Regions from separate parts of the Triticum aestivum genome. Here region 1 is linked to region 2. The links are chromatin contacts, called in public Hi-C maps. All regions are on one chromosome and are shown on one strand. The core of a region is the stretch at or near the end of the contact, and the rest is flanking DNA. Distances in the headings are between cores, read along the strand shown.

Region 1 (3,757 bases), core at 70-2,569, 440 kb after region 2:
TCGAAGGGGAACAAGAAGTACATCTAATCCTGACAAAAGGTGGTCTTCGCCTGCAAAGCCTCTGAGCATGACGACGTGGTGGGCTCGGCTTTGACATCCATCCTGCCGTTCTGACGGTCTTGGTCTTGTTGCTCGCAAATGGCAACCTTTGGCTGATTCCTTGGGACTCCACACCTGCACTGGCCTCTTTTGCACCAAAGAGGAAACCTGATGTATTGCGCCCGCTGGCGCGCACCTGGCCTTGGTCGTCATAGCTGATGTCATTTCAGTCTCGTGAGGCTGGGTCTTGCATAGAAATATCCGCTCCGTTCAGGAGGCAGCCTGGTGAGGCCGCTCCCTCAGGAGGTCTTGATGTCGCTTGTCTTGTCGTAGTCGAAGTTGGGCCATACCAGGCCATCGATGAAGCCACGTTGCGGGCCGCAGGCAGACAGGGCTGGTACCGTGGTTCCCAAAACGCCGACAGACATCTCACTTTTTTTTGCTACTACCAGTTTTCATTGTGTGTGTGCGCGCGTGGATTTTATGGCCAAAAGAAGGGTGCCTATTAATGTTGACACAAATTCATTTACAAAAAAGTGTTTTGGCCTATATAGGCTTTTAAATGTCAATCATTAGAAAATTTAGGTGTATGGATAAATCAGGGAGACATTTTGTTTTGTTGGAAGACAACAAATTTTATTGCGAAACTCATGCATATATAAATCGCTTAAGAACCTGTTTGGAGAAAAAATTACATCAATTTTCAAATTATGTGGAAGTAGGACAACTTGTTACGCATGCAAGCACGTCCCCGACTTTGCGCCCTGCCAGAACAGAAGCCACGGTTCGCGGTTGTGGCAAAACGGCACGACGTCGCCGTCATACCGGCTGAGCAGGCCCCGCCACTGCTCGGCGAGGATGCCCAGCAAGTACATGACGTTGGTTGTGTAGTCTTGCGACAACCTCACGTCCGCGACATGTGCGCTCGGAACGTGGCAATGGCTCCCCACATGGCGGGCGTGCCGATGTTGGGGATCGGCGTCACCAAAACGCCTCCTAGGCAACCGAATGTCTAGCAGCGCCATGAGGCCGAACCGCACCAACCCCTCGACGTCCGCCACGAACAGGCTGCACGAGGGCCAGTTGCTGCACCGAGCCTCGTGGTCGTGAGACGGCATCGCAGCAGTTATGGAGGCGGAGACGATGGGCTTTTTAAAAGGGAGGCGTCGGACGACTGCGGAGATGGACAACGGCGGGAGTTGTATGCAACAATGGTGTGTGTGTGGAAAGGGGGACTTAACGGCAGGAGAGGGCTGCGAGGTTGGTGGCCGCCAATGGTGGGAGCTCCTATTGCGCGCCTTCAGCGCCGCCTAAGATTACTGGCGCCTGCAGCAGCCGCTGGACGGGCCGGCCCACGATCGCCCAAGGTGCAACGCGAAAAAAGACGGACAGAAAATACATCGCAACTGGGATTCGATCCCGCGCCCTAGCGCTTTCACACCGAGACATCGCAACTGGGATTCGATCCCGCGCCCTAGCGCTTTCACACCGAGAGGCCAACCACTGGACCAGCCAACTACTTATGAATAATAACAACGCGAAGTTTTTAAAATGATAAAAACGCAGACGCGAAATTTCTTGCACATTACACTGTATCATTTATATTTTCTAATTATTTGAAAACATGTCACATATTATAGATGAAGTTCATGAGCATGCAAAAAAAGTTCACCAACTTGAAAAGGTTCAGGTACTAAAAAAAGTTCATGAATTTAAAAAAAGTTCATCGATTTTCAAAATAGTTCATCAAGTTTGAAAAAGTTCATTGAATTTGGAAAAGTTCATTGATTTTGAAAAAAGTTCATCTATTTTGAAAAAAGTTCATCGATTTTCAAAAAATGTTCATAGATTTTGAAAAAAGTTCATTGAATTTGAAAAAAAGTTCACTGTTTTTGAAATTCGTGAACTCTTTTCAAATCGATGAACTTTTTTCAGTTTTTTATTGAAAAAAAGCTCATCGGATTTTAAAAAAGTTCACAAATTTCAAAAAGAAATTCATCGGATTTGAAAATAGTTCACGGGATTCGAGAAAAAGTCCATGACACATGAAAAAAGTTCATCATAATTGGTAAAAGTTCATCGAATCTGAGAAAAGTTCATCATAATTATAAAAAGTTCATCGAATCTGAAAAAAAGTTCATCGATTTTGAAAAAAGTTCGGCGGATTTGAAAAAAAGTTCACTGATTTGAAAATAGTTCATCAGAAAAATGAAAAAAAAAAGTTAATGGATTTAAGAAACTACACATATTTGAAAAAAGTTCATTGAATTTCAAAATATGTTCATTGATTTGACGAAAAAGTTCATGTATGTGCCAGATAATTTATTGTCTCAGGAAGAAGAAAAATAGAAAACAAAAAGCAAAAAGCAAAACGAAAAAAAATGAAAAAAAACAAGAAGAAACGGAACGGAAAGAACAAGGGAAAGAAAATGTTCGAGTTAACCGCATCGGAGTGATTGGCGGGGTGGTTGCACTAGTATGTATTAAAGAGGGAGGTTGCTAGTTCGAATCTCTGCGAGCGTACTCTTTTTTGGCGTGTTAACAACGCAGAAGAAACACAGAAGAAAAAACTCCTATATGGGTCGGCCGAGCGCGGGGCACTGCAGGCGCCCGTTTGCAAAATACACATTAACGGGAGCCTGCAGCGCCAAATAGGATATGCCGCCAATGGTGGCTAGGGCTAGACGTCCGAGCGAGCTTTTAGGCTCGGCTCGAAGCTCGCTCCAGCTCGGCCCATTACAGCTCGGCCCGATAGGATAATTAAACGAGCCGAGCTATGGAAAGTAGGCCCGACTCCCGACCAAGCCGAGCCGAGTTTCGCCCGGTCCAGCTCGATGACTCGTTGAGGCCCAGCCCAATTCCGTCGGCCTTGCATCGCATTAGGTCACAGCAGAGAGAGCACGCACGCAAAGCAGTTTCCTCACCCTTCTCCCTTTCTCTGCCCGACGCCGCCACCCCCTCTCTTCACCGCGCCGCAAGCTGGACTCATCAGGCTCGGCATCGACGGCGGCCGGCGACGCCGCCTACCCTCACCACAACGGACGCAGGCGGATGGGTCTCCCCTGGTTTCTCGCCGAACGACACAAGCAGGCGGACGGGTCTCCCATATTTGTTCTATTTCTACACTTTTCATAGAAGAAAGCTTATTTTTCACTACTATCACTATTGTTTAAACGATAGACTGCTAGATATTGCATTTTTAGCAATATAAAGCGCTTCTTTTCCGAATTATGGGTTCAATTGCGGTAGAAGATCAAAAAAAGTCTTTAAAAACAGGTTATGTTACCTCCCAGTTATTATGGTGCCAGCTGGCTCACGAGCCGGCTCGGTCTGAGCCGAGCCATAGCAAAATTGAGCCAAGCCGCCTAATGTGGGCTCGTTGGCTGAGCGAGCCGAGCCGAGCCGAGCCGCTCCAGAGCGAGCCAAAGTCAGGCTCGGACCAAGCTCGGCTCGGCTCGGCTCGTGTCCAGCCCTAATGGTGGCATCATGGTAGCATCATGTTTGGAAATTCGAACAATCTATTTTTCAAACTCGCAAACATGTTTTGGAATTAGTGAACAATTTTCAAGAACACATATATTTTTGAAAAATTATAAACATCTTTGAATTCTCAAATATAAAAAAATCATTTTTTGAATATAAGAAATTTTTCTGTGTTTGCAATTTAATTTTTTTGAAACATATTATTTTCCATTTTGCGAACACTTTTTAAATTCTC
Region 2 (3,775 bases), core at 760-3,259:
ATGTTGCATTCACAACTTCGGCTGGGGTATGCAAGGTCAAGACCATAGCGAACGGGGAGATCCGCTAAGGCACAGTTCCATTTTGCAGTCTGACTGAGTCGTTGTCTGATTCCATTGAAAGTTAATATTGCTGATTTACTCTATTTTGGGGAATTTTGATGTGTCTTTCGAGTACTGCTCTGCACCATTGTGATTGAAAGCATGCATTTTTTTGGTATGTTCGACTCAGTCTCTCTTTCCTCTTTTTCCTTTTAGTTTTCTTTCTTTTAATTAGTGTATGTTCGGCTCACACCCTCAGGAGCTATCTTTATATAGGACCGTTTCTAGCTGAACTTAAAGAGCCCCCCAGTTGTTGGGAGGCCATTTGTGCTACTTCCTCTGTATCAAAATATAAGCCGTTTTTTTAGGTAATTTAGCATAAAAAAGGTCATATATTTTGGTACAGAGGTAATACAAGTCTAGCGCTAGCATCTATCTTTGCTTTCGCTAAAAAAAAACTTTTATCTTTGCTGCTTAGAAGGCCAGGTTGGATGAGCAGTAGCCGTCTGGCTCTATTGCATTTTCCATGGCAACCGCATATACTGTGTGGTTATACCATATTAGTCCCCATATATATGGAAACTATATGATTGGTTTCATCTGTCTCTCTTCTAAAGGGTACTCTACGCTGGTGCAGTAGACACAGGGAAGTACGATGCCAGGAAATGGATGTCACTGGAGATGGTCCCTGTCAAAATGCACGTCCTGTTTTAAAAGTACTGAAAATAAAACAACGGACGTCGTTTCAACAAAATGATTACCAACATTTTTTTGGTGGGAGTTACCTACATTGATAATAGCATAAATGAACTTTTAGTCACTGGTAACCCTTTTGCTAAAAAAAGCAAATCACCTTTTATTTATGACGAAAAAACACACCCAATACCGAGAAAACCTGAGAATCGTGATGTGTGAGATGAAGGTTATGTGAGTCTGTTTGGTTTGCAGCCTAAGCTTAGTCGTGTCATAATATCTTAGGCATATCGTTTGATTCATTGTCATACTTGTGGTTTGCACTTTTTTCTAGCTACATTGTCTACATGTTATAAACTCAGTTGTTTATCAAATCTTGCCATATGGTCATTTTATTACCCACACTTTATATTGCAGCCACATTTACCTCAGCTTAACTATGCGAAGTTAGTCATGAACTAGAAAGACCCCGTAATTTGATCGAAACTACTCTGTGCCCGATACTCAAGTGACCGATCACTGCACGACGTCTAATCAAGTGGTCCCATCACGTCAATCAAGTGGTCCGCTCCAATTTAAGGCCTTCTTTGGTTCATAGGATTGAAAAATCATAGGAATAGGAAAGTCGTAGGAAATGAGATGACATGCATCTCAAATCCTATGCATAGGAATAGAAAAGGAGATGCCCTTTGATTCACACCATAGGATTTTTTCCATTGAGTCTAGGCTAATGTTTATTTTCCTATGAAATGTGGAGGATAGGAAGAATTCCTCCATAGGAATAGGATTTCATTCCTACAAACCAAAGAGCTCTGAAGGAATTTTTCCTATAGAAATCCTATCTTATGAAAATCCTACAAAATTCCTCCAAACCAAAGGAGGCCTAACTCTATGCATGGATGGCTCAGATCTGGTTGTCGTCCCAAACTCGTGTGATTGGTGTCCTGTGTGTAGCAACACTCTAATTTGATCCCGGCTCTTGAGATATTTCCCCGCCTTTCCCCACCATCTTCGTCTCCACACGCTACATACACGTGAAACCGACGCTTGTGCCCCACCATGACAACCCGCATCCGGGCCCGCACTCCAGTTACCTTGACGATTCAAAGCCGCGAGTGGATTTCCTGGACCGCTTCAATGATATAGGTGGGCCCGCTAGTCAGGTGAGCCTAGGATAGAATGTCAAAGAAGAAAAAGGTGAGCCTAGGATAGAATGTCAAAAAAAAAGGTGAGCCTAGGATAAGCACGCCCCCATGACGTCATCCTCCTCTCTTCTTGTACTCGTAGATAGTGGCGGCAATAAGAATTAAGAAAAGCGCGCGGCCAGAGTTAGGAAGAAAGGTCCGACAGCGAGCGAGCGAGCGAGATAAGGAGAGAGAGGGCGCGCGCGGGGATCTCCCTGTCTTGATCGGCGGTAGAGTCGTCGGCGGCGGGGACGATGGAGAGGGGGCCGGCGGGGACGATGGGGCCGCTGAGTGACGTGCCGGCGATGCTCGACGGCGACCGGTACGAGCTGGTCCGCAGCATCGGGTCCGGCAACTTCGGCGTCGCCCGCCTCATGCGCAACCGCGCCTCCGGCGAGCTCGTCGCCGTCAAGTACATCGACCGCGGCGAGAAGGTACCACCCGCGCCACCACACTTCGATTATTTATTCCCGGTTTCCCACACGCGCACACTTGGCACCAGAGCCATGGCCTTTGATATTTACAAGTCTGATGCGTGCGTGCGTGCGCGCGCGCAGATCGATGAGAACGTGCAGAGGGAGATCATCAACCACAGGTCGCTGCGGCACCCCAACATCATCCGCTTCAAGGAGGTGAGTATACGATCGGCGATACAATCGCCTTCGCTTGCAGTATCGATTCTTCGATGGTTATGTGGACTGTGGTGGAATGATGCAATGAACAAACTCTGTCTTCAGGTTATTCTGACGCCGACGCATCTCGCCATCGTCATGGAGTACGCCTCCGGCGGGGAGCTCTTCGAGCGCATCTGCACCGCCGGTCGATTCAGCGTCGACGAGGTATCTCTCTTGACTCATAGCTCTGCCATATAGTCTTTTTTTCTTATCAAGAGTTGTACGATTGTACAATTTGGTTAACTCAGTTTGTATGTGTGTTCATTTTTCAGGCTCGGTTCTTTTTCCAGCAGCTGATATCTGGAGTCAGCTACTGCCACTCCATGGTATCAATCTGCTCCCCAAATTATACTGCTACTACTTGATTTTACCTTTCCATGTATTTTCCTATGCAACTGACAACATGAATTTGTTCTATTCGTTAAGCAAGTATGCCATCGTGACTTAAAGCTCGAGAACACTCTGCTGGATGGAAGCACCACTCCTCGCCTCAAGATATGCGACTTTGATTATTCGAAGGTATTCTAGGCTATTAATCTGGTGGAGCGCCTGAGTGCTTGCTTATGTGAACCATCTTACACCAGAAACTTATGTGACAAACAGAAGGTGTGTCGGTTACCAGATTTTTAATTGATTTGCAGTGCTGTTATTTTTGTTTTACAGTCATCGGTTCTTCACTCTCAACCAAAGTCAACTGTTGGAACTCCGGCATATATTGCCCCTGAAGTTCTGCTCAAGAAAGAATATGATGGCAAGGTGTGCATCCACCTTGGCGCTTTCAAGTTTAAACCGTCTGATACATACTCTGCCCCATCTGCTGCCTAATTTGAATAACTTTGCCCGGCCATGAAAACTTTACTTGCTTTATGAATCTTCCATCCACCTTTCGTGGGCATGGGTGGTGCATGGTCTTGAGGAACAACCATTTAAAGTACTTTCATGTTTTTTGCTAAAGCACTAATAATTTGTCTCTGAATGGAGATTGCCGATGTGTGGTCATGTGGGGTAACCCTTTACGTGATGTTGGTCGGTGCCTACCCTTTCGAGGATCCGGAAAATCCCAAGAATTTCAAAATGACAATTCAGGTATGCCGCCAGCCGTTCGGCTTAGCAATTCCACTAGTTGCAGTTATAGCCAAACATCTAAATACCGAGGTCAACTTTTTCAGAAAATATTAGGTGTTC

What was found. Hi-C and Micro-C count contacts between places; a contact is called where the count stands out from the background.
Region 1: a contact with region 2 is called in a Hi-C map of leaf, with 3 times the contacts expected there. The contact joins the enhancer-like site here to the promoter of LOC123110571 in region 2. A contact is called at or near these places in 3 of 5 Hi-C or Micro-C datasets (all in leaf).

Annotation. Positions count from the first base shown.
Region 1 is chr5B:92,320,677-92,324,433 of IWGSC CS RefSeq v2.1, forward strand. No RefSeq gene overlaps it. Among protein-coding and RNA genes, the nearest start is that of LOC123115761, 41 kb to the right of the region's middle. Within about 2 kb of position 1,320, at least 2 of the 8 cell types and tissues checked have an H3K27ac peak or open chromatin away from gene starts, as enhancers often do. A contact at or near this core is called in leaf, where this site is marked.
Region 2 is chr5B:91,881,855-91,885,629 of IWGSC CS RefSeq v2.1, forward strand. LOC123110571 (serine/threonine-protein kinase SAPK9) reads left to right here and starts at 2,010. Exons shown (of 9, transcript XM_044531125.1): 1 at 2,010-2,350; 2 at 2,474-2,548; 3 at 2,654-2,755; 4 at 2,863-2,916; 5 at 3,017-3,109; 6 at 3,254-3,346; 7 at 3,572-3,676; 8 at 3,760-3,775. The coding sequence starts at 2,171. LOC123110570 (probable methionine--tRNA ligase) reads left to right here. Exons shown (of 18, transcript XM_044531124.1): 18 at 1-217. The coding sequence ends at 68.